Regions from separate parts of the Mus musculus genome. Here region 2 is linked to region 1. A link is a contact called in public promoter capture Hi-C data. All regions are on one chromosome and are shown on one strand. The core of a region is the stretch at or near the end of the contact, and the rest is flanking DNA. Distances in the headings are between cores, read along the strand shown.

What was found. Promoter capture Hi-C pulls out the DNA fragments that hold promoters and counts their contacts.
Region 2: a contact with region 1 is called in a promoter capture Hi-C map of embryonic stem cells, with 2.6 times the contacts expected there. The contact joins the promoter of Jtb here to the promoter of Pygo2 in region 1. A contact is called at or near these places in 2 of 39 promoter capture datasets (embryonic stem cells and erythroid cells) and 1 of 115 datasets of contacts at active chromatin or transcription factors (pancreatic cancer cells).

The regions. Positions count from the first base shown.
Region 1 is chr3:89,426,323-89,433,577 of GRCm38.p6, forward strand. It overlaps Pygo2 (pygopus 2), which reads left to right and starts at 3,892. Exons shown (of 3, transcript NM_001293768.1): 1 at 3,892-4,407; 2 at 4,805-4,854; 3 at 6,128-7,255. The coding sequence starts at 4,305. The coding sequence ends at 7,192. Shc1 (src homology 2 domain-containing transforming protein C1) reads left to right here. Exons shown (of 12, transcript NM_001113331.2): 8 at 193-379; 9 at 466-535; 10 at 617-748; 11 at 886-1,124; 12 at 1,995-3,707. The coding sequence ends at 2,123.
Region 2 is chr3:90,229,058-90,236,143 of GRCm38.p6, forward strand. Jtb (jumping translocation breakpoint) reads left to right here and starts at 2,540. Exons shown (of 5, transcript NM_206924.2): 1 at 2,540-2,983; 2 at 3,138-3,175; 3 at 3,372-3,454; 4 at 4,866-4,945; 5 at 6,326-6,783. The coding sequence starts at 2,901. The coding sequence ends at 6,482.

The DNA.
Region 1 (7,255 bases), core at 2,642-5,141:
GATTAAAGGTCCACCCCCAATTTTTATTGCTGTTTCTTAAGTTGTGGAAGGAATACCAGCCTTACAGGGTTATAACATCAGGCCTCAGAGCTGAGCCATAGTATGTGCCTAGTATGTGATCACTGTTCTCCCTTCCTGGGTCTCCTAGCTAGAGATTTACACCTGCCTCTTCTCTCATCCTTCTCTTTTCAGGATGGCTGGCTTTGATGGCTCAGCTTGGGATGAGGAGGAAGAAGAGCCCCCTGACCATCAGTACTACAATGACTTTCCAGGGAAGGAACCCCCTCTTGGTGGGGTGGTAGATATGAGGCTTCGGGAAGGGGCTGCTCGACCCACTCTGCCTAGTGCCCAGATGTCCAGCCACTTGGGAGCTACACTGGTAAGGAGCCAGGATGGAGATGCTTAAGACCAGGGTGGGAATGGCTGGCTAGGGCCTTGGTCTCACCCAATTTTCTTCTTCTGTAGCCTATAGGGCAGCATGCTGCAGGAGACCATGAAGTCCGTAAACAGATGTTGCCTCCGCCGCCTTGCCCAGGTGAGCACAGTTTGCTGATACGGACAGAGATGAGTACAGAAGGCGGGGCTGGGATTGATGCTGTCTTTTTTTCCTTAACAGGCAGAGAACTCTTCGATGACCCCTCCTATGTCAACATCCAGAATCTAGACAAGGCCCGGCAGGCTGGGGGTGGGGCTGGGCCCCCAAATCCTTCTCTTAATGGCAGTGCACCCCGAGACCTTTTTGACATGAGTGAGTGAGTCTCTTGTAGCCCCACCTTCCGTTGTTCCTTCTTTTCTGCCTGTTCTCCCCTACCTGGCTTCCCACACTGAGTCTGGGTCTCAGGTGATACTGGGGCACCTCTCCCAGCTGTCTCTCTACACCCCTAGAGCCCTTTGAAGATGCACTTCGGGTGCCACCCCCACCGCAGTCCATGTCCATGGCTGAGCAGCTGCAAGGGGAGCCCTGGTTCCACGGGAAGCTGAGCCGGAGGGAGGCCGAGGCGCTGCTGCAGCTCAATGGTGACTTCTTGGTGCGAGAGAGCACGACCACGCCTGGCCAGTATGTGCTCACTGGCCTGCAGAGTGGGCAGCCCAAGCACTTGCTGCTGGTGGACCCTGAAGGTGTGGTAAGTGTGACAGAGGTGTGGCAGGGGCTGGTGTGGTTTTGCTTTCTAGACTTCCTTTGCCGGAGGCTTCCTGTGGACTCCTTTGCCCTTGCTGGACACTTGCATCCACCTGCAGTGGCTCAGGGTTCCTTCCCTGCTGTCCTCGAGTCTGAGCTGTGTTCTTCTCAGTTCTGACCAGTCCTCACATCCCAGTGAAGCCTGCCAGCCCCCAGAGAGTGCTTACTTGATCTTTTGCTAAGTGAGGAAATGACACTGGAAAGGCAGTGGTGCCCAGTGTCAGTGGTTAGGGGGTGGAGACCCCAAATTTTCTCTTGCAAGAGGAGTCAGGAGCCTCCCTAGCTCCTTAGCTTCAAACTCAGGGTTTTGTTTTGTTTTGTTTTGTTTTCAACAAATCTAACCTGCCTTACTATTCCATACAACCTTGGTTTCTTTTCTTTTTCTTCTTTTTTTTTTTAGGGGAGGGGTGGTGGTGAGGTTCAAGACGGGGTTTCTCTGTGTAGCCCTGGAACTCACTCTGTAGACCAGGCTGACCTCGAACTGAAGCGCTCCGCCTGCCCTGCTTCCCCAGCGCTGGGATTAAAGGCTGTGCCGCCACCGCTCTGCTCAGTTTCTTTTCTCTTCTCAGCATTTTTTCCACCTTGGTTTTGCATTGTGTCACTTTTGAGAGACACCAGCTTCCTTCAAGTCAGAATTTTCACTGTCAGCTTCCGTGATTTCTGGTCTCCTTCCCCTTCGCCCAGTTCACTGCCCATTCCCACCCATGTGACTGTCTTTTCTGTAAAGATGCCTGGATAATCACGGCTGCTGGCCCGCCTTCCTCAGTCTTCCTGAGCTCTTCTCTTGACCCAACCTTCTCTCCCTGCCTCCCAGGTTCGGACAAAGGATCACCGCTTTGAGAGTGTCAGTCACCTGATCAGCTACCACATGGACAATCACTTGCCCATCATCTCTGCGGGCAGCGAACTGTGCCTACAGCAACCCGTGGATCGGAAAGTGTGATCCTTCTCAGCTTCTCCAACAGGATGCTCTCCATTTCCGTCTCCCGTATTCTCTAACTTGTGGGACCTCTGTTTTGTGGGTCTGGCCTTGGGTGGGAACTGGGAGCAACGAGGACATGGGTTTAGTGCCCACTTGAGAGAGAGAAAAAGAGGGTTTCAGTAAGGAGCCTGGGGTAGCATCCTGCCTCTGGCCAAACTTCACCAAAGTATTAATGTGCAGAGTGGTCCCTTGTCTGGGCCTTGCCTGTGCCAACCTGATGCCCTTCCCCCCCAAAGGGTGGGTTCTTATAATGGAAAATGCCCTGTGATGATAGGCCCAGTGGAGCAACTGCCCTTTGGGGGAAGGGAAATAATTATACCTCTGGTTTACTCCTGGGTCTTCAGGGTACCCCAGATCCCGCATAACATATCCCACTCCCTCTGCTTCCCCTTAAACTTTGTGCCTTTGACTATCATAGGTCTGCAGATACTTAATGCAGAGTTCTCAGGCCCTTCACGTGTGGACAGGGGTTACTGCCACCTTGGCTTCTGGAGCCCTGTCCTATTCAGCACCCCTTCCTGTGTCTAGGGAGAATAGGGACAGGAGTGGCCGCTATCTGCTCTGCCTTTCGGATGTGCAGCCCTTAAGAGATTGCCCCAAGCCTGAATATGGTGGCGCACGCCTTTAATCACAGCACTCAGGAGGCAGAGACAGGAGGAATTGTGAGGCCATCCGATCTACAACAGAGTGAGTTCCAGGACAGCCAGGGCTATGGAGAGAGAACCTGTCTCCAAAAACCAAAAAGAGCGATTACCCCAGAGCCTTCTTCCTGATGGTAGCGGGGAGGGGCAGGACTGGACCCATCTTGCTCAGTGCCTCCTGACCTCAATGCCTTTCCTCCAAGGGGTCTGTATACATTTCTCAAGCCTGCTCCTCCCATGTTTGCATGTGTGTTATAGTCTACAGCCAAAGTATAGCCCTCACTGTAACCCCATCCTGCCTCCCTCCTTTGGGATAGGTGTGTGCGTCTGACTTGGGCCTCCAGGGTGTGTACAGTCAGTGTGGGTTTTGTGGAGGCAATAAGACTGAAGCAGTAGACAATCCCCAATACCATTTGCAGGTCTGGAACTGCACTCTCTTTTTTAAAAAACATGTATACATTTTAGGGCTGTAGATTTATTTTCCTGGTTTTGTTTTTCATTGCTGACTTTTGAGCACAGAATTATGATAATCAATTACATTTATACATCACCTCGATGACTTTTCCAAACTTTTATTTTTTTTTTTAAACAACTGTTGGGATTTTACTCCCTGGCCTTAACTAGGACAGGATTGTACCCCACTCCTCCCCCCCCCCTTTTTCTTTTTCGCCAAGACAACTGAGCAGAAATTTGGCTGAGCAGTGTTGTGGGACTATGATGTGATAGTTTTAGATCCTACCTTCTGCTTTCGGGCAGCTGCAGCCAGCACAGAAACCTTGCAAGCTCACTCTGTGTGTAGGCTTTCTGGACAAGGAATGGTCGCCAAATTTTTGGTTTGGATGTCTTATACCAAAGGGAAATAGTCTTCATTAAAGTTCGTATTTCTTTTACCTCGGCCTCTCAACTCCTCTGGAAAGTCTGATTGATGGGGGCTGTCTGTGGGAGGTGGTGACGGACCCCATCTGGGCTAGGTCCAGTGGGCTCCAAGCCAGCGCCAGCCCGCAGGCACCAGTTTGCAGAGATTTGGGGAGCTGCGAGGCTGTGCGGTAGGGACGTATCTGCAAGGCGACTGGCTCGCGGCGGGAAGGGGCGTGTCCGGACCGCCCCCAGGCCCACCCGCAGCTCGCACGGCCCCTGTCGAGTGGTGCGTTCCACTCTGCTACCGGGCTAGCTGGGCGGCGACAGGCGCACTTCGGAGGAGTGGCGTGGCGAGGCCCAGCCTTCCTGGGTGCGGCGTCTGGGCCCTTCCCTGCTTTCCCTCCCCACCGCGTTCCGTGGTGGTGACCCATTGGAGTTCCGGTTCCGGTTGCTGTGGCTGCGGGCGGGCGGTGAGTCTGGAGCAGGCGCGCAGTTGGTGCAACGGCTCTGTGCTTTCCCCCTCGGCGTGGCTAGGGCTTGCTGCTGCTCGGGGGGGCTGCGCTGCCCCTGACTCCCCTCCGGGCGATGGTGCGGCCCGAGGACGCCTCCATCCCCCGCCGACGCTGACTCGGGTCCCCAATCCATGGCCGCCTCGGCGCCGCCCCCACCGGACAAGCTGGAGGGAGGCAGCGGCCCCGCACCGCCCCCCGCGCCGCCCAGCACCGGGAGGAAGCAGGGCAAGGCCGGTGAGAGCGCAGAGAAGGGCAGGGGCTGTTGAGGCCCGGGACCCTGGAACCTCGGATGGAACGGTTGGGGGATGGGGGAGGTTGCCTAGGAGCCTGGAGGTAGCCTCAGGTGAGAAGGGTCAGTGGTTGGAGACAGGTGTCACAGAACACTTCAGGTTTTGGATGACACTGAATTGAGACAAACCTGGTAGTTTCAAGAGATTGGGTTATCTTTGATTTGCAGGAAGACGTAGCTGAGAGTATAGTCATACTAGCCATTTTTCATATCTCACCCCTGTTTCTTAAATAAGTAAGCAAGTGTACGTGGAAGTTAGAGTCTGGAGAGTGGCTGGGAGGAAAGAGACTTGTAGAAACCTCGGGAAAACTTGCCTCCGTCTGCCCATTGCTGCTCTTCTAGGTCTGCAAATGAAGAGCCCTGAAAAGAAGCGAAGAAAGTCCAATACTCAGGTAAATGGGGGTCTGTGGTGGGAGTATCGTAGAAGCCCCCCCTGCTTTGTCTAGCTGTGTACCTGGCTGCCCTCTTGTGCTTTCCACCAGGTGCAGGGTCAAGAAAAAAACAGAAATACTCTTCCTTCTTTTTCCTTTCGGATCCTAGTTCTGTCTTGATGACAGCGTTTAGCCCAGCTCCTTTCCCTTCCTTTTTGAGACAAGGTCTCTTGTGTCCCAGACTGGCTTCATATTTGCCGTGTAGCTAAGGATGGCTTTGGATCTTTATGATATTCCTGCTTTGGCTTACCAAAGTGATGGGATTCCAGATGTGCACCGCCATACTGGTTTCTGTAGTGCTGGGGACCCTCTGGACAAGTGCGGGGTCCCTTTCCCAGAACTCTGGAGGAGAGGCATCTGTGAGCTACCACGTGGGTGCTGGGAACAGAACCCAGGGCTTCTGCAAGAGCTGCAAGTGCCCCTAAACCCGTGAGCCATTTCTCCAGCCTGGATTCTTGTTGCTGGTATGACTGGCATGTATCACCAGGCTCAGCTTACTGAATCTTTTCTAAGTGTCATAATGCTACAGTGCTTTAACCGTTTATATTATAAAAATTGAGGAAAATACTAGTTTTATAAAATTAAATACTTCCTGGGCCAGGCCAGCCAGGGTGGCCACACAGAGAAACTCTAAACAAACAAACAAACAAACAAACAAACAAATATTCTGAGTGCCAGCCTACCTATTGTGCACAAAACCATGAGTTCAAACTCCAGGACCTTATAAACCAGATATATACATCCCAGAAACAGAGGTAGGGGGATGAGGACAGTGAGAAGTTCAAGGTCAGCCTGGGTTATAAAAGATACTGTCTCAAAATTTAAAAAATTTAAAAAGTAATTACTTTGAGGTCAGACCTGGGTTTTGTATTTTTTGTGATTTTTGATATTTATTATTATTGTTGTTGTTGTTGTTGTTGTTGTTGCATTTAGCTATATGATGTGTGAGAGGCCAGAGATGTGATCCCTCCAACATGGGTACTAGGAATCACTCTGGTGCTTAACCACTGAGCTATCCCTCCAACCCTATCTGCCTTGTTGGAGTTTTGGTTTTTTAAACAATGCGGTTGCACCGTGGGGTTGTTGCACCATGGGCTTTGCCTTGCACCCTCTAGCGTGTCTAAGGTCAGCCAGAGGTTTGGATCTGAGCTGCGTCAGCCTCCAAAGAGTGTGTTGTGTCTGCGGTGCTCTCCTTGTTGGCCTCTGTCTCCCATCTTCTTCCTGTTTTCACCAGGGTCCTGCATATTCACATCTGACGGAGTTCGCCCCACCCCCGACCCCCATGGTGGATCATCTGGTCGCTTCTAACCCTTTTGAGGATGATTTCGGAGCCCCTAAAGTGGGGGGCGCAGGCCCTCCGTTCCTCGGCAGTCCGGTGCCCTTTGGAGGCTTTCGTGTACAGGGGGGCATGGCAGGCCAGGTACCCCCAGGCTACGGCACTGGAGGAGGAGGGGGTCCCCAGCCACTTCGTCGGCAGCCCCCTCCTTTTCCCCCCAACCCTATGGGTCCAGCTTTTAATATGCCCCCTCAGGGCCCTGGCTACCCGCCCCCTGGCAACATGAACTTTCCCAGTCAACCCTTCAACCAGTCTCTGGGCCAAAACTTTAGCCCACCTGGTGGGCAGGTGATGCCAGGCCCAGTAGGCGGATTTGGTCCCATGATCTCACCGACCATGGGACAGCCTCCTAGAGGGGAGCTGGGTCCTCCTCCTCTCCCCCAACGCTTTACCCAACCAGGAGCACCTTTTGGTCCTTCTCTTCAGAGACCTGGTCAGGGACTCCCCAGCCTGCCCCCCAACACAAGTCCCTTCCCTGGTCCAGACCCTGGTTTTCCTGGCCCTGGCGGTGAGGATGGTGGGAAGCCCTTGAACCCACCGGCTCCCACCGCCTTTCCCCAGGAGCCCCATTCGGGCTCCCCCGCTGCTGCTGTCAATGGGAATCAGCCCAGTTTCCCCCCTAGCAGCAGTGGTCGAGGTGGGGGCACTCCAGATGCCAACAGTCTGGCACCCCCCGGCAAGGCAGGGGGAGGCTCAGGGCCCCAGCCTCCCCCAGGCCTGGTGTACCCCTGCGGTGCCTGCCGTAGTGAGGTAAATGATGACCAGGATGCCATTCTGTGTGAGGCCTCCTGCCAGAAGTGGTTTCACCGCGAGTGCACCGGCATGACCGAGAGTGCCTACGGCCTGCTGACCACCGAGGCCTCTGCCGTCTGGGCCTGTGATCTTTGCCTCAAGACCAAGGAGATCCAGTCTGTCTACATCCGAGAGGGCATGGGCCAGTTGGTGGCTGCTAACGATGGGTGACTCTAGTACCATGGCCTGGGAAAGTGCACCTTTTCCACCGTGCTCCTGCAGAGTGGCTCTCTT
Region 2 (7,086 bases), core at 1,290-3,789, 800 kb after region 1:
CAACCTTGTAAAGAGCCAGGTGCTGAGTCACATCTACAACCACAGCACTCCTAGACGAGGTGGGAGGTGGAAACAGGAGAATTGCCAGGAAGAACATAACTCGGGAAAAAGATCCTGCCTTAAGGTGAAAAGAAACTTCTAGAAAGTTGTTCCTGGACCTCCACAAGCACACGTGGCACAAAAGCACTCACACAAACCCACACAACATAAAGATTTTTGAGACAGAGCTCTCACTTATGGGGGAAAACTCCTGCTTCCCCTTAAGTTCAAGGGCAACTTTATTAGGGTTAAATGTTTCCTGGGGCAGACGCTGTAAGATTCAGTGTAGGGCGGAAATGCTATTTTGTTTAAGTCTGCATGGACAAGCTGCCACGAGGTGGGGACAGGAGCGTTAGGAAGAGTAAGATGTCCAAAGTATTTGAGAAAACATGCTTAAAACAGAGATAGAAAAGGGACAGCCACACTTTTCTGAGTAACACAGAAAATCAGGTTAACTTCCAAAACGACACAGCTGTAGCCCTGTGAGATACTGCCTCAGTAAAGTTCCTTCCTTCCTTCCTTCCTTCCTTCCTTCCTCCCTCCCTCCCTCCCTCCCTCCCTCCCTCCCCTCTCCTTCCTTCCCTCCCTTCCCTCCCTTCCAACAAGGTTTCTCTGTGCAGCTCTTGGCTGTCTTGGAATTTGCTCTGTAGAGGAGGCTGGCCTTGAACTCAGAGATCCACTTGCCTCTGCCTTCCAAATGCTGGAATTAAAGGAATGTGCCACTAACGCTAGGCTCTAGATAAACTTTGGCACATTTGGTCTACCTCAAATCTGGAATTATTTATTTCTTTTTACTTCATTGATTTACTTAGTTTTTGAGATAGGGTCTTGTTTACTCTGGAGTCGACATGTAGGAGGCAAAGGCAGAGCTGCTACAGGCTGAAGGGCAACCAGTGCTCCACATTAAGACCCTGCCTTAAATTCAAGCAGCAAAAAGACAGTGACCCCCAAGGAAAATACCAGCTTCTTGTTTTGTTTTTCTAAACATGGTTTCTCTGATTAGCCCTAGTGGTCCTGGAACTTACTCTGTAAACCAGGCTGGCATCAAACTCAAAGATCTACCTGCCTCTGCCCCCTGAGTGCTGGCATTCAAGGGCTGTGCCACCATGCCCAGCAAGATTAACATCTTAGTCACATCCCAGGGAAGAATTTTTTTATTAAAAAAATTATTTCGCCGGGCAGTGGTGGCGCATGCCTTTAATCCCAGCACTTGGGAGGTAGAGACAGGTGGATTTCTGAGTTCGAGGCCAGCCTGGTCTACAAAGTGAGTTCCAGGACAGCCAGGACTACACAGAGAAACCCTGTCTCAAAAAAAAAAAAAAAATTATTTCGTGTGTGTGTGTGTGTGTGTGTTTGTGTGTGTGCTTTGGTGTACATCCTGTGCATGTCTGGTACCGGTGGTGTCCAAAAGAGAGTGTGTAACCTCCTGCAACTAACTGTAGGTTTGAGTCCCTGTGGGCGCTGGGAATCAAACCTGGATCCTCTGGAAGACCATCTAGACTCTTAACTACTGAGCCACCTCTTCAGAAGAACAGATTTTTTTCTCTCTCTCTTTCTTCTTTCTTTCTTTTTTTTTTCTTTCTTCCTTCCTTTGTTTCTTTCTGGACAGAAATTCAATTCTGTCATCATCTAATTCTGGCTGGCCTGAAACTTGCTATGTTTTCAAGGCTGGTCTCAAACTCTACCTACCTCCTGAGTACTAGGACTAAAGGCTTGAGCCACCACACCACCAATCGAGTCGCTGACAAGCTCCTAAATCTAATTCCAATAATACTTTCAATTTAAAATCTCTACGCTCTAATCAGGTAAAGAGGTGACAGGCCTTTAATCCCAGCTCTTGGGTCTTGAAGCCAGCTTGGTCTACAAAACAAGTTCCAGGAGAGAACTACACAGAGAAACCCTTCCTCAAAATAATAACAACAACAACAGCAACATAAAATTAAAAAATATAAGTATCAACCAACCAACCAAATAAATATTAAAAATCTGTGCTCTTAGCCTTGAGATCATTTCCTTATTTGTAGGAGCAAGGACGAGGTGAGAACTACTGAGGTTTTTCAAAGGAATAGCTCTGTGAAGCAGTTTCACACTCACAGAAGGGGAAACAGACACCGTTCATTTGCGTAGAGTCGGGTGGGAGTCCAGGGACAAGAGCAAGTTTCAAATGCGATGCAGTTTCTCTTCCCATCAGATTTCCGGAACCCAAGGTGTCAAGGATGGCCAGGGTGTTAAACCAGAAATGGGGAGGGTGTCACCTAATGGTGAGCCCAAAGTTTTGATGAAGGACCCAAGTACAGACAGAGCGGCATTTGGCCCCTTTTTATTCCTCCCGGCTCTCCTGGTTCTAAACAGACAAGCAGCTGTGTTATCAGGGAGAAGCGAACCCAGAACAAATGAGATCGCCTCTACCACCGGTCCCGCCGGCTCTGCAAACACTACAAGGACCACACTGCCGCGCGGCGCCCAGCTGAAGAGTCGCGTGATCCTGCGCAAACGCAGTGAGATGCAGTTGCCACCGAGTCCGGAACGACAACAGCAGCAAACAGACGAGAGCACCCGGGAAGAGTCGGCGTCGCCAGTGCCGGGACCAGGAGCCTCCGCGAGCAAGATGGCCGCTCCCGAGACCGAGGCCGAGGGGCACGGGCACTAGGTCCGGACCCGCGTACCCCTTTCCCGGACGCCTGCGTCCCCACAAAGACCTCGTGCTTCTAGCAAGACACCCGCATGGATTATTCTCGCTGTGGTCACGAGGCCGTTCCTATAGCGCTCTAGTTGGCCCAGACTGAGAACTCTGGCATCTGGCTGCTCGGAGCTGGAACCTCAGGGAGGTCTGCTGCAACAGGTGCGACCCTGACCGCTCCATGCTCGCGGGCGCGGGGAGGCGTGGCCTCCCCCGGGCCGGCCACCTCTGTTGGCTGCTGTGCGCTTTCACCTTAAAACTCTGGTAAGTGGGTACTGGGGAGAGGAAAGGAGATCGCAGGCGAACCCCATAGTCTACGCCCCAGAAACCAGGACACCTCATCCACAGACGTCCAAAGTGGGTATGCGCTGTCTTCTGCGAGCTCACTGTTGTTCTTACCCCCTTCCCCTTCCTGCAGCGAGGCAGAGGCTCCGGTGCGCGAGGAGAAGCTATCAGGTGGGTGATTGCCCGAGAACCCTGTACCTCTATGGCTTGTTTCTAATGTCTTTTTAGTATACCCAGAACACAGAAAAATAAGGTGCCACATGGAATGAGGGCAAGCACTGTGTTGGGAAGCTAGATGGGCAGAGCCTTTGAGAGAAATGTTTTTTGAATGGTCTTCGGCTGGCCGTTTTTCTCTCTCTCCTTTTAGTGAGCACTTCAACTTCGCCATGTTGGTTGGCAGAAGAGTTTGTGGTGACTGAAGAGTGTACTCCGTGTTCTAACTTCCAGATTGTGAGTATTTGGGTTGTTTGTTTGTTGTTTTGGTAAGCATTCCATTAATGGCTGGGCAGTGGTGGTGCACACCTTTATTCCCAGCACTTGGGAGGCAGAGGCAGGAGGATTTCTGAGTTCGAGGCCATCCTAGTCTACAGAGTGAGTTCCAGGACAGCCAGGGAGGGCTACATAGAGAAACCCTTTCTCGAAAAACCAAACCAAACCAAACCAAACCAAACCAAAAGCATGCCATTAATGTGTCTTTCTTCCTTTCTTCCCAGACTCTTAGGTTATGCTCAAATCATTTTTTTTTTTTTGGTCTGTTTCATTTTATGTATATAGGTATTTTGCCTGCTTGCATATGTATTTGGGGTGGGAGAGATGCCCTAAAAATCCAGAAGAGGTCATCAGATCTCCTAGAATCAGAGTTAGAAAAGATTGAGTTCCAATGTGGGTGCTGGGAATGGAACCCTGTTCTCTCTAAGAGCAACCAGCAACCAGTGTTCTTCACCACCGAGCCATATCTCCAGCCCTCATTTTATTTATTTATTTTATTTTGAGACAGTGTCTCACTATGTAGCACTGTCTGGTCTGGAACAACTCACCATGTAGGCCAGGCTGGTTTTGAACATTGTATTCGTTTTCTGTGGGTCATGTGCCACAGAAGTCAGAGGACAACTTTCTCTCTTCCCACCACATAGATGCAATTTGCTAATCTTCACTACAGATATCTTTACCCACAGAGGCATCTCAGCAGCCCTCAAACTTGAACTTAATTTCCCTCTGAAAATAGGCCTTTTCCACACTGATGGCAGTGTCCTGCTCTGTTCATAAATTTTTTTAATTTATTTTTTTAATTAGGTATTTTCTTCATTTACATTTCAAATGCTATCCCAAAAGTCCCCCAGACCCTCTCCACCTCCCCCCCACCCCCCTACCCACCCACTCCCACTTCTTGGCCCTGGCGTTCCCCTGTACTGGGGCATATAAAGTTTGCAAGACCAAGGGGCCTCTCTTCCCAATGATGGCCGACTAGGCCATCTTCTGATACATATGCAGCTAGAGACACGAGCCCCGGGGGGACTGGTTAGTTCATATTGTTGTTCTACCTATAGGGTTGCAGACCCCTGTAGCTCCTTGGGTACTTTCTCTAGCTCCTCCATTGGGGGCCCTGTGTTCCATCCAGTAGCTGACTGTGAACATCCACTTCTGTGTTTGCCAGGCCCCGGCATAGCCTCACCATAATTTTTAATACATAATAAATTCTGGAATTTCTCTTTATGTCGTAATTGTTCCTCCTTCCACCAACCACCTCCACCATCTATTAGCTCTGTGCTGTCCTCCGCCAGCTCTGGCTCTTTCTGGCCCGCAGGCCTTCTGTTTCTTGTTTACTTCTTCCTAATGTGCTTTTGGATATTTCTTTTGGTAGAAAACAACACCTGAGTGTGGTTCTACAGGGTATGTGGAAAAAATCACATGCAGCTCATCTAAGAGGAATGAATTCAAAAGGTAAGAGTTGTTTCTCTACCCTGTGGTAACCTCTTCTGATCCTATTAGGAAGCTATCTCCCAGTCTTGGTGTAGTTTGGCAGAGGAGGAGAGGGGAGCCAGATTACCCCTAGTTCCTAACCCCGGTCTTCAGCACTATGTTATTGGTTATATTCTCTGATCAAATAATTTGGTCAGGACATGGGGAATGTAGCCCATTAGTAAAGTGCTAGGGTGGGTTATTCCTTGACTCCCAGCTCTCAGGAGGCAGAAGCAGGCTGAGATCAACACCAGCCTGGTCTATGTAGGGGAGGAGTTTAGTGGGTCAAGGCTATATCATAAGTACCTATTCTCAAGTAAGCAGGCAGCAAAGCCAGGTGTGATAACACACATCTTTGATCTCAGCACTCTCAGAAGGCAGAGGCAGACATATTTCTTTCTTTTTTTTTTTTTTTTAAGATTTATTTATTATTATATGTAAGTCATCTCGTTACGGATGGTTGTAAGCCACCATGTGGTTGCTGGGATTTGAACTCTGGACCTTTGGAAGAGCAGTCGGGTGCTCTTACCCACTGAGCCATCTCACCAGCCCCGGCAGACATATTTCTAAGAGAGCCTGATTAGATGCTTCAGTGATTGAAGGCACTTAGCACTATTGCAGAGAACCCTGTTTCAGTTCTCAGCACCTACAAAGTTGGTCTGACTCCAGTTCCCAGGTATCTGCCAGCACCCTCTTTTGGCCTCCTTGGGCATTAAGCACACATATGGATGCTAGAAGTATAGAACTCATTTCAGCAAGTTGTCTTCTAATTGGTTGTTTGTGTGTGTGTGTGTGTGTGTTTGTGTGTGTGTGTTTTCAGACAGGGACAATGGCAACCTCTTCCTTGGCATGAGTATGCACACACAAAATATAAAAAACAAATATAACTTCTTTTTAAAAAAGGAAGAAGAGCTGGGCGTGGTAGTACACCTTATAATCCTAGCATTTGGGAAGTGGAGGCAGGGGAGTTGGGAGTTCAAGGGCAGCTTGAACTACCTGAGACTTTTTTGTTTGTTTTGTTTTTGAGATAGGGTTTCTTTGTATGGATCTGGCTCTCCTAGAACTTGCTGTGTAGTCCAGGCTGGCTTTGAACTCAGATCTCTCTACCTTTGCCTCCCCAGTGCTGGGATTAAAGGCATGGACCACCACCACCACCAGCACCCGGTGAAACTTTATCAGAAAAAAAAAAAAGCAATCAAACTGGTTAATGCTGCTCTGTTTATCTCATCGGAGGCTACAGATTAACTACAGACTAACTAGTTTCTCTTATTTTCAGATAGTGTTTTGGGTGGGCTGCCATGAAGAATGGTAATTAAGAGAAACTGACTTTCCCTGGGAGTGACTGTCCTTTTCTGCCCTCAGCTGCCGTTCGGCTCTACTGGAACAACACTTATTCTGGAAATTTGAAGGCGTTGTGGTGGCTGTAGCTTTAGTCTTCGCCTGCCTTGTCATCGTTCGTCAGCGACAACTGGACAGAAAGGCTCTTGAAAAAGTCAGGAAGCAAATTGAGTCCATATAGCTGAATTTCTACTGTATTATGGTGGCTCTTTACGGACTGTATCTCAGATGGAGAAAGTTCAGCGGCTAATTTGCACTCGTAAACCTGTGGTAGTAGCATTTTCAATGACTTCCTCTTCTAGACCATTAATGAGCACAATAAAAAGTAAAATAGAGCTGGACATGACACAGACTTGGAATCCCAGCACTTGAGAGAATGAGGCAGGAGGATCCTTGGTAACTTTGTAGGCCGACTAGGCTGAACTACATAGTAAGCCTGTCTTTAAAGAGAAAACGGAAATAATAAAGGAGTAAAGAGTTTCCTTTAGTGTAATCATTTGGCTTGGGGAAGACTGGGGGAGGTGGGAGATGCCTTAAATCCTAGCACTTGGGCAGCAGAGAGAGGCAGATCTCTGTGAGTTCAAGACCAGCTTGGACGACATATGGAGCTCCAGGCCAGCAAGGAATACTTAGTAAGACCCTGTCTCAAAAAATTAATTAAAAGCCGGGCGGTGGTAGCACACATCTTTAATCCCAGCACTCGGGAGGCAGAGGCAGGCGGATTTCTGAGTTGGAGGCTACCCTGATCTACAAAGTGAGTTCCAGGACAGCCAGGGCTATACAGA